2 separate regions of the Mus musculus genome follow, and region 2 is linked to region 1. The links are chromatin contacts, called in public HiChIP or PLAC-seq maps. All regions are on one chromosome and are shown on one strand. Each heading gives the region's core, a stretch centred on a gene start, on an enhancer-like site or on the middle of the called end of the contact. The rest is flanking DNA. Distances are from core to core; before and after follow the strand shown.

The links. HiChIP or PLAC-seq counts read pairs in DNA pulled down with a chosen protein or histone mark.
Region 2: an H3K27ac HiChIP or PLAC-seq map of extraembryonic endoderm stem cells shows a contact between it and region 1. The contact joins two enhancer-like sites. A contact is called at or near these places in 5 of 484 Hi-C or Micro-C datasets (the Ba/F3 cell line, cardiomyocytes, gonadal supporting cells and 2 more) and 2 of 115 datasets of contacts at active chromatin or transcription factors (extraembryonic endoderm stem cells and pancreatic cancer cells).

The regions. Positions count from the first base shown.
Region 1 is chr6:54,017,378-54,021,520 of GRCm38.p6, forward strand. It overlaps 4921529L05Rik (RIKEN cDNA 4921529L05 gene), which reads left to right. Exons shown (of 4, transcript NR_110484.2): 4 at 1-653. Among named protein-coding and RNA genes, the nearest start is that of Chn2, 20 kb to the right of the region's middle. Within about 2 kb of position 2,349, at least 19 of the 459 cell types and tissues checked have an H3K27ac peak or open chromatin away from gene starts, as enhancers often do. A contact at or near this core is called in extraembryonic endoderm stem cells, where this site is marked.
Region 2 is chr6:54,362,714-54,366,856 of GRCm38.p6, forward strand. The region is part of intron 3 of 9130019P16Rik (RIKEN cDNA 9130019P16 gene); the gene reads right to left. Among named protein-coding and RNA genes, the nearest start is that of Prr15, 38 kb to the left of the region's middle. Within about 2 kb of position 2,143, at least 35 of the 459 cell types and tissues checked have an H3K27ac peak or open chromatin away from gene starts, as enhancers often do. A contact at or near this core is called in extraembryonic endoderm stem cells, where this site is marked.

The DNA.
Region 1 (4,143 bases), core at 1,099-3,598:
TACTTGTGTGTGTGTGTGTGTGTTTACATATGTTCACCAATGTCCTATGTGAGCTTTAAGCTCCTAAAAGGTTTGAACTGTTTCCCTGTGCCTTATCTGAAACAAGGGCAGCCCTAGTGATAGTCAGGACAGTGTGAGGGAAGGAGCTTAGGGCTTGATTGTTTTATAAGATGCTCTGATGGTTGTCAGAACAAACTTGTCTCATACTGAATAAAATTTGGAATGTTTTTGCTGTTTGACAAATTTCAGCTGTCTTCCTTTCTAGACTTTTTAGTTAAATCTATGTATTGTGTGTTCAGCACTGTCCTTTGAAAAGCACATAGCTCAGAGTGTGTAGTGTCCTGTGGATAAATGCACTACCATGCCATTAGCATCGTAAAAGAACCAAGGGTGAGCAAGCACTCTTCCTGTAGAGTTCTTCAATGGATCACCCAATTGAGTCACTTCTTCATGTATCAAGTATTTTGTCTTCCAGAATGTAACCATGGCATTTTCATCTCTCTCTCTCTATCATGATGTTTTAATTGTTATCTTAAACAATGCATGTTATACGATGCTTTGTGTCCTATATTATAAAACAAAAAGTACATGTATATGTGTATGTATATGTGTATACATACAATGTTTTGTTAACTAAATAAATGCAACTATCTTATTGTTCTGTTATCTTTCATCTATAACAAAATAGAAGATTAAGGAGGCCACTCGGGACCTTGGGCTGGTTCTGGCTCTCTGTGTCCTATCACCATGTGCAGCTGGCTTTGTCCTCAAGGCTTACTTGACACATTTGACCCAGGAAAGTTCCTCCCTTCCTTCTGACCACACTTGATCCTTTGCTGTCTGAAACTCTTCCTGCCCCCACACTGGGGCTGTCAGGAGGGACCAAGAGTTGTGAGTCCTTTTGATCTTTATGTCTGACCTTGAAGAATCCACAGAAGCCCATTTTCTAGAGTGGAATTCAAGGAATCCCCAGGGGTGGGGAGGGCTTCTTTGAATTCCTGACCCTGGTTCCAGTGAGTTTCCTGTCCACTTTATGCTCGACAAATGATTGTTGGTGATATTCACCTCGCTCCTTGTCTTCTAGCTGGCATCTTTCTCCCCTGCCTCAGTGACCAGGACAACACTAGGGATAAGTAGAGATGTTCCTTTATCATTTCTTTTATAATTACCAGGAAGAAAAATCGTTCTACTTGATAGTGAAGACTCTCCTTTATTAACTCTGGATGCTATGTGTGTTGGTTTATTTCTGCATCTTTTGTATTTTCTCAGTTGCTCACTGGGGGCTGAAGTGTACCTGTCCTCACACTAATATGATTTTGTTCACTGGAATGCATATTTGAAGAAAAGCCAAGGATTATGCTTGTCCACGGACCAAGTACTTTGAAGGAAAGCCAACCATTGTATGGCAGACGCATATCTTCTAGTAATTTCATTTCTCAACTCTATGGAATACTTCTGAGTGACTTTCTGGGATATTTAATCTTAATGAAGGGGACTGGGCTGGTCTGAGACTCCATGGATCCATTTCTCTGACAAATACATCCAATTCTCTTCCTGGCTATTCATGAGGTGTGTCAACCAAGATGAAGTGTGCTATGGTGGGAACCAGCTGGTCCTGTATCCAGTCCAGACTCTTAGCTGCACGGTCCCCACCACTCCTTCCAGATGTCTCCCTTCTTCTGGGTTCTAGCACCAGCTGGTTGGTTTCCTAAGACACGCTTCCCAAAGAACTCTCCAAACCCCAAAAGCCCTCTGGCTGGCCAGAGCAGTTTACAGGACTGCAGAGAAACACTGCTAATGGGGTGTGGTGGCACTCTGTGGCTACGTAAGGACGTGCTATGCTTGACAAGTTAGCCACCATCACAGTGAGCTCGTCAAAGGAAAGGCATCACTCTCCAAATAAGCTAAGGCAGTAGCAATCCCAGAGGGGAACTGTCCTATCAAGACTCTTCCTCAATTCAACCCTAATCTACAAAAACAAAACTAACAAAAGTAACAACACCAAAACAAACAAACAAAAAACCCAACCCACCAAGGATCTTCTGTGTACGAAAGTGAGTGCCAGACATTTCTTACATAGCTGAACCAAGAAGATAAACTCTAAAGCCTTAGGGAAGCTACGTAATCCAAACCCCATATACTAAATATCTGCCAGGAGATGCATTACTCTGACATTTATTTCAGGCTTAACTCAGATTTGTGACATAATTAAGGAACTACCAGTGTGCATCTAAATGATGCAATTGCATTTTGTCAATACTAACTGCTTATCTACCCAATCTATGTGACTGTATCCAATCTTATCTCTGAAAGGTATGGAGGGTTGAAACAGAAGCCTTCCAACAACCTACTCCCTACAAAGGGACCCGCCTTGAAGAGTAGCTTCCAGTTCCTAGATCTCTGATTGCAAAGGGCAATGTAGCTGTGGCTAGAAAGATTAGCCCCTCAACAGAGTGTACCACTTGGGTATTGTAAACAGGAGGTGGAGAACTCATGAGATACAGAGGTAGGAGGCAGCTGAACCATATTATATGCCTGAATTGCTTGGTTATCTAAACAAACCAGGAACTACTTGGATTTTATCTGGGAAACTTTTTAAAATCATTCGCCTTCTATAGGGCTTCTTATTGTGGAGTGTCTAAACTCAATGTCCCCTCCACTCCAGGCCCCAGCCCACCAAGGTCAAAACAGGATCATGCTTGTGAGGATCCTGGCAAACCTGTCTTGGTTGCACCTAATTAAAAGACTTTGTGGGCTATGAATCTCCAGGTTGGTAATCCTAGGCTGACTCTTAGCTGTATAGAGTTTGTATTAGGCAGGGTTCTCTAGAGTCACAGAACCTATGGAATATCTCTATATACTAAGGGAAATTATTGGAAATGACTTGCAGTCTGCTGTCTAACTAACCCAACAATGGGCAGCTGTGAATAGGAACTCCAAGAATCTAGTAGTTGCTCAGTCCAAAGAGGCTAAGTGTTTCAGCTGGTCTTCTATATAAGCTGGAATCCTGAAGAAGCAGGTTCCAGCAGATGTGCTGGCAAGTAGGCAGAGAAGAGTGAGCCTTCCTCCTTCTGTTGTCCTTATGTAACAGAAGGTAAGGTTCAGATTAAAGGTGTATACCACCACTCCTGTACCTCAGCTATTCTTGGAATTTGCTCTGTGCCAGGCTGGCCATGAACTCAAGAGATCTGCTAGCCTCTGTCTCCTGGGATTAAAGGTGAGCATCACCCTGTCTGGCTCTAAGCTTTCCTTGCTACTCTGCCTCATGATCTGGATCAAAAGTCTGTGTCTTCCAGCCTCAAGATCTGGCTCACAGGTGTGTCCTCCATTTCTGGATTATACCTCATACTAGATATAGTCAAGTTGACAACTGGGACTAGCCATCATAGTGTCTGAAGTTTGCCTTAGTATACTCTCACAATGGCATGTTTGTCTTTCCTGTCATTATGCAGCCATTCAGTTATCACTAGCCTTTTGGTGTTTTTTGTTTGTTTTTCTAAACCCTACCTCCAAGCTATCGAATTCAGGAAATTGCTAGAATCAGTTTCTTTTCCCTTGCAGTTGGAAAATGAGTTTTAAATTATTCATATTAACACCCTTCAGATAAATTGAACTTCTAGACTCTGTTCAAGAGTGTTTAAGTAAAGCTTAGTATTAAAAAAAAAAAAATCAATCTTTTACATCAATGGAGGCCATTTTTAAACTACTAATTTCATATTAACCATTGGTTTTGACTTACAGAACTATCTCATCAGGAATTTCAAGAATCATTAATATTAATAAGGAAAGAGGCAAACCATCACAATCTCAACATTACAAAACACTGCCAACTTCTATTTCTGGCCATTTAACTAGCTGGCTAGCTGGCAAAGCCTTTTCTCCAACCCACTGATCACCTAGACCTGCTGACTGTGGCAGTATTTAAAGCACTTCCTGCTACATGCATATCTGAACTTAGCTGAAAGTAAAGATGGTTCTCTGAAGCCGGCACGCGCTAAGCAGGATCCAGAGTAAAAGCCCTCACCAGCATCGCCCTCCGAGCATGCCCGCCCGCCCGCCCGGAAGCTGCTGCCTGGCGATGAGGTCTTGAACTCAGGCGCATCCTCAGTAGCTGCCCTGGTCTTGTTCCCCTGTTCTGACCAC
Region 2 (4,143 bases), core at 893-3,392, 350 kb after region 1:
TTCCCGATCGAGGATTCCGAGAAGTGATTTATTTAGGTCAGATGTAATATTAACTTGGGTTCTGCTCCATGTCCCTTGATGTCTGGGTGGTGTTCGCTGCACCTGCTGGGTTTCCCCCACCTTTTACACACTCCATGTGTGGCTCTAGTGAATTCCGGGCTACCTAACCTTGTCCTGATGCTAGCTGTTCATTTCATAAAGTGTAATACGTAGCGCAACAAAGGAGGGTTTGGTTTTTTTTTGGGGGGGGTTGTTTGTTTGTTTTTGTTTTAGGTTTTTTTTATGGCACAGTTGGTAGACTCTGGCTTTCCAGGTTGGAGGCTGAAGATCCAGGGCACGGCCAGATGTTCCCTGGCTTCATTCCAGGGCACGGCCAGATGTTCCCTGGCTTCATTCCAGGCCTGTGGAGGTTCTGAGTTTCCTAACTCAGCTCTGGGAGCTCGAGCTCCATTCCTTCCACCACCGCTGACAGCAGCAGGTGGAGTTTGGAGGGTGCTTGGGATGTTTTCTGTGTTTTAAGGAGCAATCCAGTAAGGTAGCACCAGGGTCTTGCGGGCACTCAAAGCCAGCAGCTTGTTTCCTTTGGGAGAGGACTGTCCTCTGCTTGCAGATGTCCTAGGCCTTCCTGTGGCTTGAGAGCATGGCAGGACATGAACTCAGAAGTCACTTGTTTGTTAAGAGTCACCCTCACTCTGCTCTTACCGTTCCAACTCCACATGACCCGTAGAGGGAGCCTGTCTGTACAGCCCAAATTGCATTTGTCTTTTGCTAGGCCGGTGGGTCAAAGTGGCTCTCCAGCATGCCTGTCCCTCTGTGACCTTGATGCCCACTGCTTGATATGTAAAGCCAGCATTTTGGCTGGCTGAACTAACGTCTTAAATTGTATTTATGTACAAGGTGAGGCTGAGGCTGCCATTAAGTAAGAGAGAATTGTAATAGTAGTTGGAACAGCCTATAATATAAAAAACATTGTGTGTGTCCTAGTTTGCTTTTGTTTTTGTTTTTTTGCATTCTGTTGCTATTAAATACATTATGACCCAAAGCAACTTGAGGAGACAAGGTTTTATTTGGCTTATACGTCCCAGTCTCAGTCATTGAAGGAAGTCAGGACAGTGGTGACTCAAGTAGGAGCAGAGGCAGGAACCTGGAGGAACACTGGTGACTGGCTTGCTTTTTAAGAACAGGGGTCGGATAAGGTTTAACCTTGCCTCAGACCCATAAAACCAGCAAGCCAACCAAAATAAGCTCTGTATCGTTAGCACCCAGTGTTAACTATACAGCAAAGCCTTTCAGGTCGCCTTACCCACTTGAGAACTCCCTGGTATTTGCTCTTAAGACAAAGGTTTAAAATCACAGAAGAGGGAATGAATTTAGGGGATGAGCAATACAAGGACAGCAATGGCAGGGGGTGTGTCCAGGACCCCTGAAGGTGTCTGTCTGAGAGGAAGTGAAAGGGCTCTGCTAGACGGCAGGGCTCCTGGCCCTCAAACAGGACTTACTCACAATGCTCCTCAAACAACCTCTGACACTTCATCACATCTGTAAGCCAAATCTACAAATGCTCATTCCTCTTCGCTTTAAAAAACAAAGTCCCCAAGGGCTTCTTTTCAATGACACCAAAAGCATGTACAGTAACTTACAGCTGTGATTCCAGCACTTGGACTAAGGCAGGACGATGGCTATGAGTCCAGACGGGCCTGTGATACATTGCGAGTTCCAGGCCAGCCTGGGCTATAGAGTGAGCCTCTGTTTAAAACAAGCATTTTTTAAAAAAGTATAAGTTAAAACCAACTGAATGCACTACTTAAATTGAAATGTTTGCCAAAGAAACAGAAATTTATTTTACCACGCTGCTCTGAGAAGCAGGACACGCCTGTGGCACAGGGGCTGAGTCAGAGGGTGTGGTGAGAACAGAAACAGAAAACTGATAATCTCCCTCCAAAAGCCAAACAAAGCAAATCCTGCTGTGGAAACTCCATTCTTTTTGCTAACAAGGTTATGCTACTTTAAAGCTGGCCCTTGCTGCGAACAGGGGAAAGGTCCGATCAGAGCAAGGTTCGCCTTCATCTCACACTGTGATCGGTGCATCTGTGTCCGCACTGGCCGGCCCTCACCTCCATTCTGTCCACTCAGCTTAGGCCTGGGCTGTATTGAGCCTGCACCACTGTAGGAGCCTAGAACAGGGACTCCCTGCCATGTCATTGTCTGCAGCTGGTGACCTGTCCCATTAATGGTGACTTGTCGGGTCATGCAAGGCAACAATGCTTCTCTGTATCTACAGGCAAAGTCCAGGCTCTTTAGCTACACCCAAGATCTGGGGCCATCCTCCCCTCAGACTGCCTGGGTGCTCTGTCTTTGTCCCAGCCAGGATCAATCATTCTATCGGTTGCTATTCTGGGTGTGGGTCAGATACACAGTATGCATCTCTGTTCTTGCTCAGCCCGAACCGCCAACCCCCTTCCCCGGCCTTCTAATGCTTCCTTCTGGATAAGTCAGGACTTTTGTCTTTCAGGAAGGTGTCCCTGAGTGTCCTAGCACAAAATGCTGGAGCTAGTGCTACTTGCACACATTAGGAACTCATGTGGCAACCTAGCTTGGTATTGGCCCAAATCAATCCTACAAAGTCTCTTTAAATCTAGACCGCAATGGAGGAGGGACAGGGACTTGGGAGGGGTCCTAGGTGACAATATCTTGCTCCCAATTAAAAATGAACTAACATGTGAAAGGTTTCTGTCTCATACATGAAATTTGGGGGAAGAAGTGGTTTTAAAGGCCTACGAGGAGCTATTTCTCTTGGCTTGGCTTCCTTCTCATGCTCAGAGGGTGGCTATAGAAGCTACAGGCTCTGGTCTCCTAACAACCAGGCCTGCAGAAAGCAGAAAGACTTAGTCCCAGACTTCCTAGAGCTCCTTCTTCTCCGTGGCCCTGATTATCCTTGAGATAGACGACCTGCCTTTTGTCAACCTGTAAGCATCATGGCTGTAGGGTGAGAGCTGTTCTATGAACAATGCTTTTGTTTTTTTTTCAAGTAACTCTTGAGAGAGAAGAGAGCATTCACATAATGTTTATTATAACATATTGCTATGATCATTCTATTTTGTTATTGTCGTTAACCTCTTACTGTGCCTAAGTTATAGACTAACCAGTCACAGAGTGGATAAGATGTTGGTTATGGAGGCCTAGTGGGTGGGAGCTCATAAATGGGAGCTCCTTACTTCCCACTGTTTCTTCATCCCAAGTCTCAGGGTACAACCCCTGCCAGGTAAGAAAGGACTTACTGCATGCATGTGTGTGGACCAAACCAGAGTCCTAGCTCAGACATACTCTTGTGTAGAGCCCAGGTCCTTTGCAGAGGGAGTAACAAAGCAAATCTCCCTGCTGGGGACTTTGCGGTGAGCTGGCAGCTCTTTACCATTTTAACTTCTGGTTAGCTCAGCACTTTTTATGTTTCTTAACTAGCTAGGCAAGTTTTATTGTTGTTTGGTTTGGGGGGTGGTTTTTTAATTTGGTTGGGTTTGGGAGTTTGTTTTGTTATTGTTGTTGTTTGGTTTGGTTTGGTTTGGTTTGGTTGGGGTTTTGTTGTTGTTTGGTTTTTGGGTTTGTTGGGTTTCAGGGATTTTGTTGTTGTCGTTGTTTGGTTTGTTTTTTCTTATGTGTATGGATGTTTTACCTGCATGTATGTCTGTGCACCACATGGGTGCCTAGTGCTTACAGAGGTCAAAAGGGGGCACTGGATCCCCGAAACTGGAGTTACAGACAGCTCCGAGCCACCATGTGAGTGCTGAGAATTGAAGCAGGCCCCTCTGGAAGAGCAACCAGCTCCTTCAGTTGGCTTTTCTTTGTGCTGTTAAATTCCTCATCTCTGCTTTACAAATTCAAAAACAGTAGGAAGTTGACCTGTAAACCAACCAAACAACAGCCCCAGAACTATACAAAATGACTGATATAGTCTCTGAAGCTATGATATAGTCTCTGAAGCTGACTTCACAGAGGTTGAGGGAGAGGTGAAGCCGAGCCTATCTCTCACAGTTATGCTACATGTCTGTGCCAGGCACTGGACTAGACCCTTTTATGTTATCTTACTCATACTTTCTGAGCCACGTTCGTAACTGGGCCCCACCTAACAGATGGGAGACCCGAGAT